Regions from separate parts of the Mus musculus genome. Here region 2 is linked to region 1. A link is a contact called in public Hi-C data. All regions are on one chromosome and are shown on one strand. Each heading gives the region's core, a stretch centred on a gene start, on an enhancer-like site or on the middle of the called end of the contact. The rest is flanking DNA. Distances are from core to core; before and after follow the strand shown. Region 1 has its middle 44 kb from the start of Gm34756. Region 2 has its middle 31 kb from the start of E130120K24Rik.

Region 1 (6,153 bases), core at 2,477-4,976:
TCACTTAGAATCCTGCAGGTTGCAACATTGATCAGTACTTGAAACTGTGCACTGTAATTCTTTTTTTTCTTTCCATTTTTATTAGGTATTTAGCTCATTTACATTTCCAATGCTATACCAAAAGTCCCCCATACCCACCCACCCCCACTCCCCTACCCGCCCACTCCCCCTTTTTGGCCCTGGCGTTCCCCTGTTCTGGGGCATATAAAGTTTGTGTGTCCAATGGGCCTCTCTTTCCAGTGATGGCCGACTAGGCCATCTTATTTTTTAATTTTTGAGATAAGATTTTTACAAGTTACCCAGACTGACCTTGAACTCGCTCTGTAGCCCACCAGGCTGTGAACTTACACTCTTCCTCATCTTCCCATGCAGCTTGGGAATAGGTTTAACATGCAACCAAGTTTCAGCTACAAGCATAGGGGACACTAGTCCAAGCAGCATCTGGGGAGGACTTAACTCCAGGCCGTACTAGAGGTCTATGTTATAATAGGCCCATATATGAAACTCTATGAGCTGCCTACTTGAAAGTTACCTACTTTCTTACAGTGCTCTCAGGTGCAAATTTGCTCACACATGCAGGCATGCAAATGTGTCAGAATAACACTAATATTTATAATCATACTTTGCAATCCCACAGTGCCTTTCATCTGTAGATCTCAGGGTACTTTGCAAGCATTCATTACTTCTCTCAACATTCCTCTGAGGAAGGTAAACATTATTTTCCTCCCCTTTCCAGATGAAGCAATTGAGTCAGATAAGTGACTTGCCTAAGGCCAGTGAGCGAGTGTGGGTGGGGTTGAGAGTCACAGCTCAGGGTTCCTAGAGCCTTTGGAGGAAACCCAGTAGGTGGTAAAGCACAGAGGGCCTGTGGCACACAGCTCCTGGAGGGTCACTTTCTCCTGTCAAATCTATCACCCTGGCATAACCGACCCACTTATTAAATACCTCCTAGGTATAGGATGCACTCTCTGTGTATGCATGATTTCCACTCCTCAGAGTAAACCCTCCCGATATAGATAGGGAGCTGAGTTTTACAGACGTGAGGTATCGTACCTAAGATCACATAGCTCAGAAGTGCTTGGGCAGGAAGTCAAATGCAGATCAGTTTGCTTCCCAAAGCTGGGGTTCCTTCTCCAGCACATAAATCAACCCCCCCCTTTTTTTTGAAAATGGCAGGAAGGTAGCTTTCCATCCCTTCATGTTTCTCACTCTTTAAAAAAATAAAGATTGATTAATTGTATTTTATGTGTAGGAGTTGCCTACCTATATATGTGTGTGTGTGTGTGTGTGTGTGTGTGTGTGTGTGTGTGTGTGTGTGTGTAACACATGTATGTCTGTAGTTGACTGTGAAGGCCAGAAGATGCCCTGGAACTGGAGGTACGGGAGGTTTTGAGCTGGGGATTGGTCCCTAGTCCTCTGAAGGAGCAACCAGTGCTCTTAACCACGGAGCCATCTCTCTAGATTGTACCACACTCTTTTCTTTAGTTTCTGAGCCACCATTCCTCCTAGCTCTCTATCAACTTCCTTGACTTTGACAAGATGTAGAGACTGTTCCTGACAGCAGATCTGATCAGGACAGAGATAGTCAGGAAAGGAAAGTATGGGCTGCTAAGTCTAGAAGTGCATGTGGTCAGTCAGTCACAAGAGCATGGATGTCACCTCAGAGGTATCACAGTGGTAGCAAGGAAACACTCACAGAGAGGTGAATTCTCTTGGCATGGACATGTTCCCAGCCTCATGGTCAGAAGTCACAGGAAGAGCTGAAAGAGGGGAGGTGGCATGTTGTCATCCCTCAGTAAATGTTACCCCTTTCAATAGCTGAACTGAGACAATTCATATTCAGCTTGAAGTCAGATGGTACACCTCTTGGGCTAAGCATTTTCATGTGACTGATGGAGCTAGAGGCAGGAGTGAATGGAATCTGCTGACATGGGAAGAAACTTGGGCAATGGCCCATCTCTGAGACCTGTGGTGAAGCAAGCCTACTTCAGAGCAGGAAATGCTCAACCTCTGCAGGAACTCCTGGAAGCGGAATTCACAGGGACTGGCCACTGGGCACCAGTTTTCTTGTGAGTATAGATAGGGACATATGAGGTAAGGCTACCAAGATTCATCCAAGAGAACCCAAGCAACGCAGGTTACAAACCTTTTCATTAGACTCGAAGAAGTCCACTTTGGAGTTTGTTTCATTTGGTATGCATGATTTAAAAAAAATCAAGTTTTAATCACTGTTTATTTGAAATGACTTTCCTTTTTCAGAAGTAAGAACTAGGTTCTAATACTTAGTGCTTCTGTGGGAATGAAAACCAGGCTGGAATCCCAGTGTCCTTTCTCAACCATCTCCTCTCCCTAGAAGATCTGCACATGGGCTGTGCACGATTGTTAAAAACAGAATGTAAAAATATGAGCAAGCTAGGCTTGATGGTGTGTTCTGGTTTCCTCACGCACTAGAGAGGCTAAGACAGGAGGACCAGTTGAACTCAGAAATTCAAGGCAACTTAACACATACATACACACACACACACACACACACACACACACACATATACACACACACACATGCCCCAGCTAGAGTATCTATTACACACAGGTTCTCTTGGCTGAATTCAGATTCCATGTTTGCTTACACACTTTGAGAACATGGGTGACAAGAAGCCCAGCAGGGAGGGACAATACACCCTGTGTTAGCAAACAGGCGATCTCATTGGCTTGCTTCCAGGGACCTAGCAATCTCCAGGTACATGCTGTGGGTAAAATGGTCCCCCAACCATCTCTCTCTCTCTCTCTCTCTCTCTCTCTCTCTCTCTCTCTCTCTCTCTCTCTCTCTCTCTCTCTCTCTCTCTCTCCTCTATGGGTCTCTCTCTCTCTCTCCACACACACACAGGCAGCCCTCTCCTGTTTCCTCTGTCCCTCTGTCTGCCCATATGCCTCTGTCTCTTTTTCATGTCCTTACTCCAAGACCTTCACCACTCCCCCCCCCCACCAGTAAACTTCTTACACCAGATCTGTTGTGTGGCATAATTTCTCAAGGGAGCACCTTAGCATTGGCCTGCTAAAGGTACTCTACCCCTCCCTCACATTTTATCTTTTCACCCTGTATGTGAAATCACCACTCTGTAAGACAGAACAGGCTGGACGCCATCTTTTTTGTAGAAGCTGAGGATAGTCAGGGTCTTACAGGACATCTAACACTTAAAAAAAAAAAAAAAAAAAAAGAGAGCCCCAAAGCTGAGATAAGCCATCACCATGGCTCACAAGGCTGTTAAACCGAAAAGGACCCTACTCCAGTTGTTCAAACACACCAAACCATTAACAGACACTTCTCAAAATCAAATGCAAGTTCACATTAAGCTTCCCCCTTAACGACACAATCACAAGGAGCCACATAAACACAGGGGAACCTTAGCACCCAGCCAGCGTGAATGCTGCCACCCACAGATTCAGACCTGCACTGACTTCTTTTTAAGATTTAGTGTGAAAGAGAGAACCAGCTTTCAGGTTGGCTCGTCCTTGGTGTGTGAACTCAGCAAGTGCTCCCCGGAGGGCAGCGCGCTGGTGCTGCTCTGTAGCCCTGGCCAGCAGACCCCTTCTGGGGATGAAAGTAGCATCCTGGAAAGGCTGCCAGGCTTGCAGAACTGAAAACTGAGAAGCTCTGCTTCCCAAAGTTCCCTACATAATCCTTACCGTGAAGAGCCCTCTTCTCCCAGCCCTCTCGCAGGACAGCAGTGAGTGTTAGCATTTTTGGGCTGCTTCGAATTCCTTCCTGCCTGCTTTTGAGCACATACTACATTTTAAAACTTGTTGGTTTCTTTCATGTTTTATTTGACCCTATGTAATTGCATTCCTGAAGGAGTAACAGGCCCCCCTAGTGATTTACACCCTGTATTAAATGTCAGTTTTGAAGAGACACAGTTAACAGTTTGGTTTAACCTCCTGCCTTCCCTCTCTCTGTTACTCAGGGCTGAAATTTGTGTTCAAGCTCTGAGGAGTCTAAGGGCAGGAGGAAAAGATCAAAACCAGTTAGCGCAGGGGCAAGGCTGAAAGGAGACTCAGAGTTCCCCCGGGAAGCCACCCAGCCGGAACAGAAGGAGGCCCCCTTTCTTAAGTCATGCTTGCTGTCTATTTAGCCCTTTAGAGAAGATGTGAATCAGAACCACATCTGAGCCTGGAGTGAGTCTCAGCTGATAACTCAGCCTTGGGGAAAGCTAAAACAAGAGGAGAACTGTGAGTTCAAGGCCAGTTTGGGAAGCAAAGTGGAACCTTATCTTTAATGACAAGGAAACAACGAGCACACACACACACACACACACACACACACACACACACACACAAACACACACTGCCCCAACCAAGACAAGCTGGAGTTCTGTTTCTATCCCACCCCCTCACGTCTGCTACACACACACACACACACACACACACACACACACACACACACACACACACACACATTTCAGTTCCTGAGACAGCAACAACTGCCATAAACCATGAGTCTATTTGAACTTCTGGGGACCCAGTAAATAATGAACCGCTTTGATGCAGTCCAGGGAGAAAATACAGTCTTAGTATTTTGCATCATTGAATTTTATTTTATTTTATTTTATTTAACATTTTATTTTATTTAACAACTGCTGTTATGGTTAAAATATTTCACTTGCCTTGGAAGATTGACTTAAAATATATACAGTAGCTACTTAACCACATAGGTGAGTTGATCTCTCAGGAGCATCTAAATAACTCGGGATGTAAGAGCATATTTCCTGTGATCCTCTGAGTGTGTACAGGCATGTTTGTGTTGAAAAAACTAGAAAGATCCTGTGTGAGAACCTGACAGGCAACCGAAGTAGCCATTATTATTACTCAGAAATCCACATTAAAACTGTGAGACCAGAGACATTAGAACGTTGCCTTTGTGAAGCACAAACAGTTGGTTTGTCACTTGGCTCAACTCTTCCCAGTCTGCCAGCTTTCCCTGATGACCAGAGCGCGAGGCTTGATTTAAAATGACTGCAACTTTATACCAAGGAAAGAAGGAATTGGGAAATCAGGAAAATTATTCAGTTCTCTGCCAGGGCAAAGGTGTGACCTAGTTTGATCATATCAGCTCCTGAGATCTTTAATCCCCAGCTCACACTCCCAGGCCACTTAGAAGCCATTAGCTAAAGCTATTTAGCCTGGAAATGTGTATCTGCAAGGAGAAACGTTCACAGGAACTCAGGAGATGAAGAAGGTTGGTCCTTTGTGCATTTATGGATCTTGGTCTCTCTTCCTAAATCATGTAAGGTGATTTATAAAATCTGTACAAGAGCTGGGCAGTGGTGGCTCAATCCCAGCTTTTGGGAGGTCCATTCTAGTCTACAGAATGAGGTCCAGGACAGCCAGGGCTACACAGAGAAACCTGTCTTAATAATAATAATAATAATAATAATAATAATAATAATAATAATAACAACAAATACAAGAAAGCAGCAGCTGAGGGCAAAGGGAAAAAATGAAGACAAGAGAAGCAAGACTCTTATCAGAGAGCAATATCCCTGAGGGACCTGCAAAATGAAAGGCTCATCTGTCACCACTCCTGCAGCCATCAGTAGCTGATGTAAGATGGATACACAGATTCTTGCAGGCTGCTACTATGGGAAGCCATTGTAATACTAACTCCTGCAAGTAGATCCTGTCTACCAGAAAACTGTAAAAGGAAAAAACTTAAAATTCGCCTTCCATTCACAGTAAATACCCTCTTATTCCACATAGTGTATTATCGTTCTTGTTATCATTGCAATTTCCACCGTTATTTTATTGTCAGAAGTCTCATGACAGTGTTGTGGCACTAGAACAGTCAACTGTCTGTGGGTAAAATGCCTCACAATTAAGAAGGCCCAGAGCAGGGGTTTTTGGTGATTTTTTTAAAAATCTGAATCTTTCTCCCTTTTTTTTTCTTTCTTTCTTCCTCTCTTTTTCACACTCACATTTTTTATCAGAGAAAACAACTAGTTCTAACCATATTGAAAGGGCATGCTCAGAGGGGCGTGGTGGCACACACCTTTAATCCCAGAATTCCTGAGGCAGAGCAGGCAGAGAGCCCTGTGAGTTCATGGTCAGAGAGGTCTACATAGTAAGTTCCAGGACAGCCAGGGCTATGTTGAGAGACCCTGT
Region 2 (7,178 bases), core at 3,103-5,602, 78 kb before region 1:
CATTTTCAGTTTCCAAATAGCCAGCTCCATTTTCCTTAGGTGATGCTAACACATTTATTCGGGAATAGTTATGGATAGACAGATTCTAACAAGTGTTGCTTCTTCATCTATAATCTGCTAGAAGAACGAATCTGATCAGCTCTGCCCTGAAGGAAGAGAAGTGCATTTTCTTTAATGGAGTTTATTTGAAGCCTCCGATGCTAATGTGAGCTCACAGATTGGGCAAGTTCCACCAAAATAACTTTCAAACTATTTGTACTCAATTAAATGTTTATTTAAAATTTTCTTTTGGTTTCTACTGCTGTAACTGTATTGTTCATTTTTCGAATACCGAAAGTGCTGTTGTTTAGTCTCAGAGGCATTGCTCGTTACAAATTTAACAACTGTGACATATTAAAAACAACATTTAGGGAAGAAATTAGGTTTGAGAGGATGTGGCCAGATGTTTCCATGGAGTTTCACCAAAATGTCACTTAAATGCCAGTAAGATTTGAAAAGGAAATCCCCCCCCCCGAAAGTTTCTCTGGCCATTTAACTGACCCCAGAATACTTTGCTGTCAGAGTCTCATTGGGAAACCTGTTTGATTTTCATTTTTAATCATGGTTTTCTTGAGGGTCTGTGAAATCTTTTCAGTATCAATTTTCTCTTATAAATGTACTATGGCAACTGACAAAATTGTGACAAAGTCACTGCCTTTGTGACCCTAGTTTTGACTGAAATGAGGTTCTGATACCTGTCATCTACGACTGCCAAGACAACTAAGTAAAACAATGTATGTGACAGTCTTCCCTGATGATGACATGTCAGATTGTGTCATTATTATTGCAGACAGTACTATTTGTTGATTGGGATTCAACCTCCCCCAAACAAACAAACAAACAAACAAACAAACAAACAAACAAAATCATTAAATGTTCTGGTGCTTCTTGACTCAGAAGAAAAGCAATCCTGTTTGAAGTTTTGATGAGGTGTTGGTGTCTGGTTGGGATTGTCAGTTAACACTGGGGAAAAACTCGAGTGTCTGAAGACAAGCAGGAGATGAAGTCATTATTATCTTCAGGTAAGTTGAATGGTAGTGAGGATAGAAGTCTTGGAGATAACCTGTACATTCTGAAGAGGAACTAGAAAGGAGCCGGAAGTAAAGACAAAAATAATAGAGACCTGGAGCCTAGGCAGAAGAGCCTAGGTTTCCTTTCTGTGGGAAGTCTCTGGGTGTCAGTGGCTTGATGGAACAGAAGTTCTCACTATTTGGTCCACGTTCAACAATACACAGAATCATAAAAGCATAGCAAAAGCTTGTACCACAGAGGTTTTTCAAGGAAAAAGGGATAAGCTCGGTCCAAAACTATTATGCAGGGCGGAGACATTCCAAGCATGCCATTCCATGCCTGTGCCAGGGGAATGTGGGCACAGCATAGAAACAATGGCCAAGGCTGGAGAGATTAAGAGGACCAGGGAAATTTTGAATAAAAAAAAAAAACAAGTAGTGAAGAGTGTACCCTACCTCCCACACACGAAAGCTTCCCTCTTTGGGGGTTTAAGTGTGGGTTGAATTAGTTTTTAGATTCATCAGCTATAAATCCCCAAAATTTGGTGCTAAATGATTAGAGCTGCATCTTGCAAAAAGTATACACACACACACACACACACACACACACACACACACACACACACACACAGAGAGAGAACCAGAAAAAGATACTGGATAAATAGTTTGTTGATATTTCAACTCCAAACTCAAAATGACACTATCATCTCTTTCCATTTTCCTGGATTCCAGGTGGGATAAACCTCCATAATGAAAGTTTGTTATATTTAAAAAATAAATGCAAACAGCCTTTCCAATCACTCTCGGAAATTCTGAACCTAGAGAAACATAGCCATTCCCGTCCACACATTTCCTTATCCTGGGAACGAGTATTGTCATGGTGGTTGTTTGGGCTCCATCCACATTTGTGATCCTTTGAAACATGAGAGGAGTTTTGATTTTGAAAGGTGCCCCACGATTCCCAAGAACTCTATTGGCTCACAGCTGTGGGAATGGCTGCATCTGCTTCGTGTTTATAGCCATCCATCTTCATTCTTTTTGGTAGATAAACTGAAAATAGGAGTAAACATGGCCCTCCCCAAAAAGGATATTTTTGGAGGTTTTTTCGATAAGAATTTTAGTTAAGTGCTTTGGGGGAAAATTACCACAACCCACTTCACTAAGAGCTATTGTTTTGTTTTCTTTGACTGATAATATATTTAACCAAAGAAGAACAATTCAGTTGCCTGGTGATGGGATGATTCAGTTTCTCCAAGGCGGGGTTCAGAGAACCTTAGTCACAGTCACCTGGAGAGTTCTGAAGACTTTAGATTCCTGGGCCCTACTCCAACCCTGTGACTCAGGAGCCTCAGGACCACAACGAGGAAGCTGTGTGTTTAGTGAGTCCTGCAGGTGGTTCCTATGTATCTTCATATGTAAGGGGGCATGATTCTTCAAATCAGCAATCAGTGCTTGATCTTGGGTGAGGTAGCTACATCACCCACCTCCAAGGTTCGGAGAGGAGTATCAGTGGGAGGAAGGATGGGAGAATATGAAAGTCAGAAGATGGAGAGGGATGTCGTGAGATGCTGCCTTCTGGACATGTGGGCATGGATTCTCACAGAATGGATGCTTACCTGCACAAGACCTGCTTAAGCCTAGGACCGCTAACTTCCCATTGAGCCTGAGGAGGGAGACTCATGAGGCCCTCAGTCCTTCCTAAGGAGCCACAGGCAGTTAGTTAATAGATGCTGGGAGGGAAGAGAGTCCTCGGTGATGTAGAGTAAGTTGCCTTTGCTCGTGAAAAATAACCTCTCAGTCAAGCTTATGTGAGCGATTTTAATTCAATACAGTGGGGTACACACAGAGAGGAGCAATTTTAATTCAATACAGTGGGGTGCACACAGAGAGACATGGGTAGGAGGGCTAACTTGTTGGGGAGACAAAGAGGTTCTATGGGAGTGTGAGGGATGTAAGATGTGAGAGGGATTTTATATATATATATATATATGTAATTTTTGAAGGATAAGTAATAAATAACATAAAAATAAATAAAAGAAATTTAAAATGAACAAATTAACAAACAAAAGTGCTTTTGCTCAGGAGTCCCTCTAACTCTGATGAAAGGGTCAGGGCCAAGTTGTCTTGGGAGGTGGGCAGCCCAGTTTAAAACCCAGTGAAAGTGATTTTTCCATCTCCTCAATGTCTCTCGTTTTGTTTGCTCTGTCCCAAAGCTTCCTTCACATGGCACAGCATTTGGAATTGAGGGTCCACCCTGAAGCAGTTTACTGTGGATCCTCTGCTGATGCTCGGCGACCATGAGTTACATTTTAAGAAGAGCTCCTACATTCGGTCAGCACAGTTGCCTGACAGCTCTGGGATATCAGGCAGATCTATGTCTACTTTCCAGGGCAGTGGTTCTTGGACTTTTAACTGCATGGTAGAATCTCGTGGATTTAGAACTCCTCCATCTCAGGCTAAACTCCAGACCAAAGTCATTAAACCTACAAGACAGGATCCAGGCCTCTGAGCTTTGTGACGCTCCCTGGTGATTCCAATGTACCATCAAGGCCAAGGCCTTCCTTCGGTCCTAGGGCATCTGGAGAAAGCACAGATTCTAACATCTGTAGGGATCATCAGTGGCTTTCTCTGCAGACAGAACTCTTCATTTCCTATGGTTAGGGCTATATGCATGGTTTAGAAGGCATTTCTTATGAAAATGTGTTCCAGAGAGAGAGTCTGAACATTTCTTTAGAGTGTTCAGCCACACTGTCGGAGCTCCAGCCCAGTCCACTGTTATTCGAATGAATTGCCGCTGGTATTTAAGCCTTCATCCATAGACTCATGCCAGTGTGTTCTGCCCCTGCCTGGCCTTGAAATACACAACACCAGCACTTCCTTTTGTCTGTATCAAGATGATCTACAAAATTTATCAGTCTTCAGCTCTTTTTTGTCTTCCCAAGAGCCAGTAACAGATCTCCAGTGAGCTGAAACAGGGTAAGTTGTTTTAAACTAGTGACTGCTTAATAAATTAGCCCAAGACGGCTCCTACAGCCAGTTTCCCAGGGTATCAGAGCAACACCGCAAGAAAAATTATTTCCATTAAACACCACAAAAATGTCTTTCCTGTGATACTTCACTAAAAGGGTGACATGTGCAAGAGTCTCAGTCACAAAACAGGAAAGCAATGTTTGAAAGTTAAATTAAAAAGTAAAGCATAGTTAAGATTTTATTGAGCTTAAACTCCACTCCTACCCCCTAAACATATAAATCTGTTCTGGGCTCTATGTCTCCCACTCAGATGGGTGATAAATTTTGGATGCTGGATTCTTATGTCTCTAAAAATAACGTTTACCTACAGTGAAGTGCAACATCTGGGCCCACTGGGAGAGTACAGAGTGGCCTTTTAGGTTAATTGTTTGTGTAGACAGGTTAGGTTTCCCAATGCTGAGAATGGTACCTGTTCTCTTTCTCTTGGCCTCATCCACCGGAGGTGAGGAGGATATCCCTGACTTTCCCATAGGCCTGCTCCTTCATGCAGAATGTCACCATCCATGCTGGGACATTGGGGAGATGGAGTATTTCCCATGTCATTTGAACTGAGGGACCTGCTGTTCCCAGAGCCACCTTGGTTCCTGTGGTTGAGGGGGATTAAAGAGGTTCCCTTCCATACCTCAGTGCTCCATAGTGAGTGCTGTCAGAACTGACCCATGTGTCTGTGACACTCTCAATGGAGTGCCTCTATGTCTCTCTCCCTCAGAAGGAGTTTTTCATTGCCTAGATCTCAGTGGACCTTGGGAAGACCCATGCATGTTGTATAGACTGTCAAAGTAGGAATGGCAGCAAGGTAGACATTAGACTGATCATAGTGAGAACTGTCTGTTTTTCTTTCCAACACTCCACTCCAAAACAGCTAATCCCATGGAAAAAGAGGCCTTATGGAAGAATGTGGTGAAAGCCACCAGCTGTCCGGGCCCATTCTCGAAAATAATAGTCTTCCTTTTCCTTCCTTCCTTCCTTCCTTCCTTCCTTCCTTCCTTCCTTCCTTCCTTCCTTCCTTCCTTCCTTCCTTCCTCCCTCCCTCCCTCCCTCCCTCCCTCCTTCCTTTTGTTCTTTCGTTCTTTCATTCTCTCTTTCTTATTTTATTTTTTTAGAGAGGTAGGAAAGGATAACCCCACAGGCAGTCCTGAAATAAATCTTTAAGATCTCTAAATCTTTGTATAAATTTGAGTCTAAACATTTTTATCCACAATATAAATTTTTCCAGGCACTGACTCAAGACCTGGGAGTTTAGCCTTTCATTTCTCCCCCTTTCCATACCAAATCCTGTTTGTTATTCCCTCTCTCCCACTCTTGTGGCTTCACTGTAAGACCTAATTGCCTCAGTTAGTCTATGGTAAAAGACTCCTTACCCATCATCCCCTGGACTCCAACCTTTAGGAATTAAAGGTCACTTGATACCTTTCCCCAAAGCAACCTCTTTGTTTCACTGTTTGGCACCTATTGCTTCTCCGTCTAAACTTTTAATGGCTCTCCTGTTGACTCAGTAAGGTGGCAGAAATTCATCCAAGTGGTCAAGGACTTGGATGTTTGGTTCCAAATTATATCCTTGGCCTCTGTTGTGTGTTCTGACCACACAGCGCATTTGCGCTCCTTACCTCTCAGCCCCACTTCTGCTTCCTTGTCCTTGGCTTAGACCATTCTCTCTGCCTGCACTGCCACTTCCTCCGATCTCTCCTGGAGGAAAGTCCTTCCTTGTTCTCCAAAGCCCAGCTCACAAATCCCCATTCACTTTCCTGAAGTCTTTTCTAACACTTTGATCAGTCCCCCTGTCTCTGAATGCTTGGTAAAGCCTCCTCTTTGTGCCATCCCATGGACTTTGCTGGGGCAGAGAGGTCTGAAAGGCTGTTAGTGCTTCGCTGAGTGGGATTCCCAAGAGGGCACCCCACCCTCATGTTTTTCACCATCAGTGTGTTGCATGGTTGAATGACTGAAGAAAAGAATAAATGTGTGTGTTGCAGAGACCAGGGTTGTGGTACACACCTGCAATCCAAGGCCCAGGAAAGCTGAGGTAAGGATATGGTGAATTTAGCTCAGCCTAGGGTAGCTAGGAGATGCTGTTTTCAAAAGAAAATCAACACAATAAAATAAGCCAATGTTGTTGCCTTCTCTTCTAGTCTTTAAGAAATTGTAGGACGGACAGCACAAAGTGTAGAATCACTTGTCTAATCTGAGGGCAGCCACTAGTTCTAGAAATGGAGATTTTTGGGGGGAAGGAGATCTTGGGGCCTTTGAGAGAAGGTCAGTTTTAAGGACCATTTATGTGTTAGAGACTTATCTGTATAAATGGATCCTCCTTCATCCCTGGAATGTCTATGCTAGACAGGGTCAGAGGGAAGGGCTTGTCATCATAAATAATGGATTTTAGCACATTTACCAAAGATTGCAAAACTCTGAAAACATGAAGCTCCCAGCTGGCAAGTATGTGGTGTGAGTGGCCCTGGAGCTGTCTGAGCAAGCTAATCATTGGTATGTGTTTGCTCTGGCAACCTGGCAACAGGTCATGAGCCATTTCTGAGTTCATAGACTGAAGGCTAAATGACAACTTAAGAAAGAAATGAATTGAAATGGGACAATGGCTTCTCAATCCTGGTCAGTTAGTATGCATCGCAAGAAGGTCAGTTTGGGAATAAAAGGTAATTTGTGTTTGCTCAAATTATTCTTTTAGGCAGAAGCTCTGGACAAATATAAGCCATCACATTTTCAACAGAACAGGTACACATCTCTACAAGGAAGGCCAATAGTTTTGTTGTCTTGGTTTGCCACCGTACCTTGACTAAATGAGCAAAAACAGACTGGAAAAAGCTCTTCCAAGTTTGTCAGTCAGTCCCCAACTTTTCCCTTAATGTTCAGTGTTTATATGGAAACCTTGTCACTAATTACCTATCTTGTCTCCTAGTCTCAATACTGAGCTACCGTTGGCCTTTTAATTTGTAATAATAGATGAAGAGCGATGTTTTCCCAGTCCATGGGATTATAATGAAGATTAAATAATAGATGTGCCGACACATAATTAAATGGTGCGTTGTGGGCTGGGGAGATAGTTCAATAACAGAACATGGTCTAGCATGGCTGAGGCCTTCTGCCTGT

The links. A called contact is a pair of places that touch in the nucleus more often than the background predicts.
Region 2: a contact with region 1 is called in a Hi-C map of nephron progenitors, with 2.1 times the contacts expected there. The contact joins two enhancer-like sites. A contact is called at or near these places in 1 of 15 datasets of contacts at CTCF or cohesin (the NIH/3T3 cell line) and 6 of 484 Hi-C or Micro-C datasets (8-cell embryo, embryonic fibroblasts, embryonic stem cells and 2 more).

What each region holds. Positions count from the first base shown.
Region 1 is chr14:46,434,449-46,440,601 of GRCm38.p6, reverse strand. No RefSeq gene overlaps it. Among named protein-coding and RNA genes, the nearest start is that of Gm34756, 44 kb to the left of the region's middle. RefSeq lists enhancers at 3,599-3,994, 3,585-4,051. Within about 2 kb of position 3,726, at least 63 of the 459 cell types and tissues checked have an H3K27ac peak or open chromatin away from gene starts, as enhancers often do. A contact at or near this core is called in nephron progenitors, where this site is marked.
Region 2 is chr14:46,511,650-46,518,827 of GRCm38.p6, reverse strand. No RefSeq gene overlaps it. Among named protein-coding and RNA genes, the nearest start is that of E130120K24Rik, 31 kb to the left of the region's middle. Within about 2 kb of position 4,352, at least 6 of the 459 cell types and tissues checked have an H3K27ac peak or open chromatin away from gene starts, as enhancers often do. A contact at or near this core is called in nephron progenitors, where this site is marked.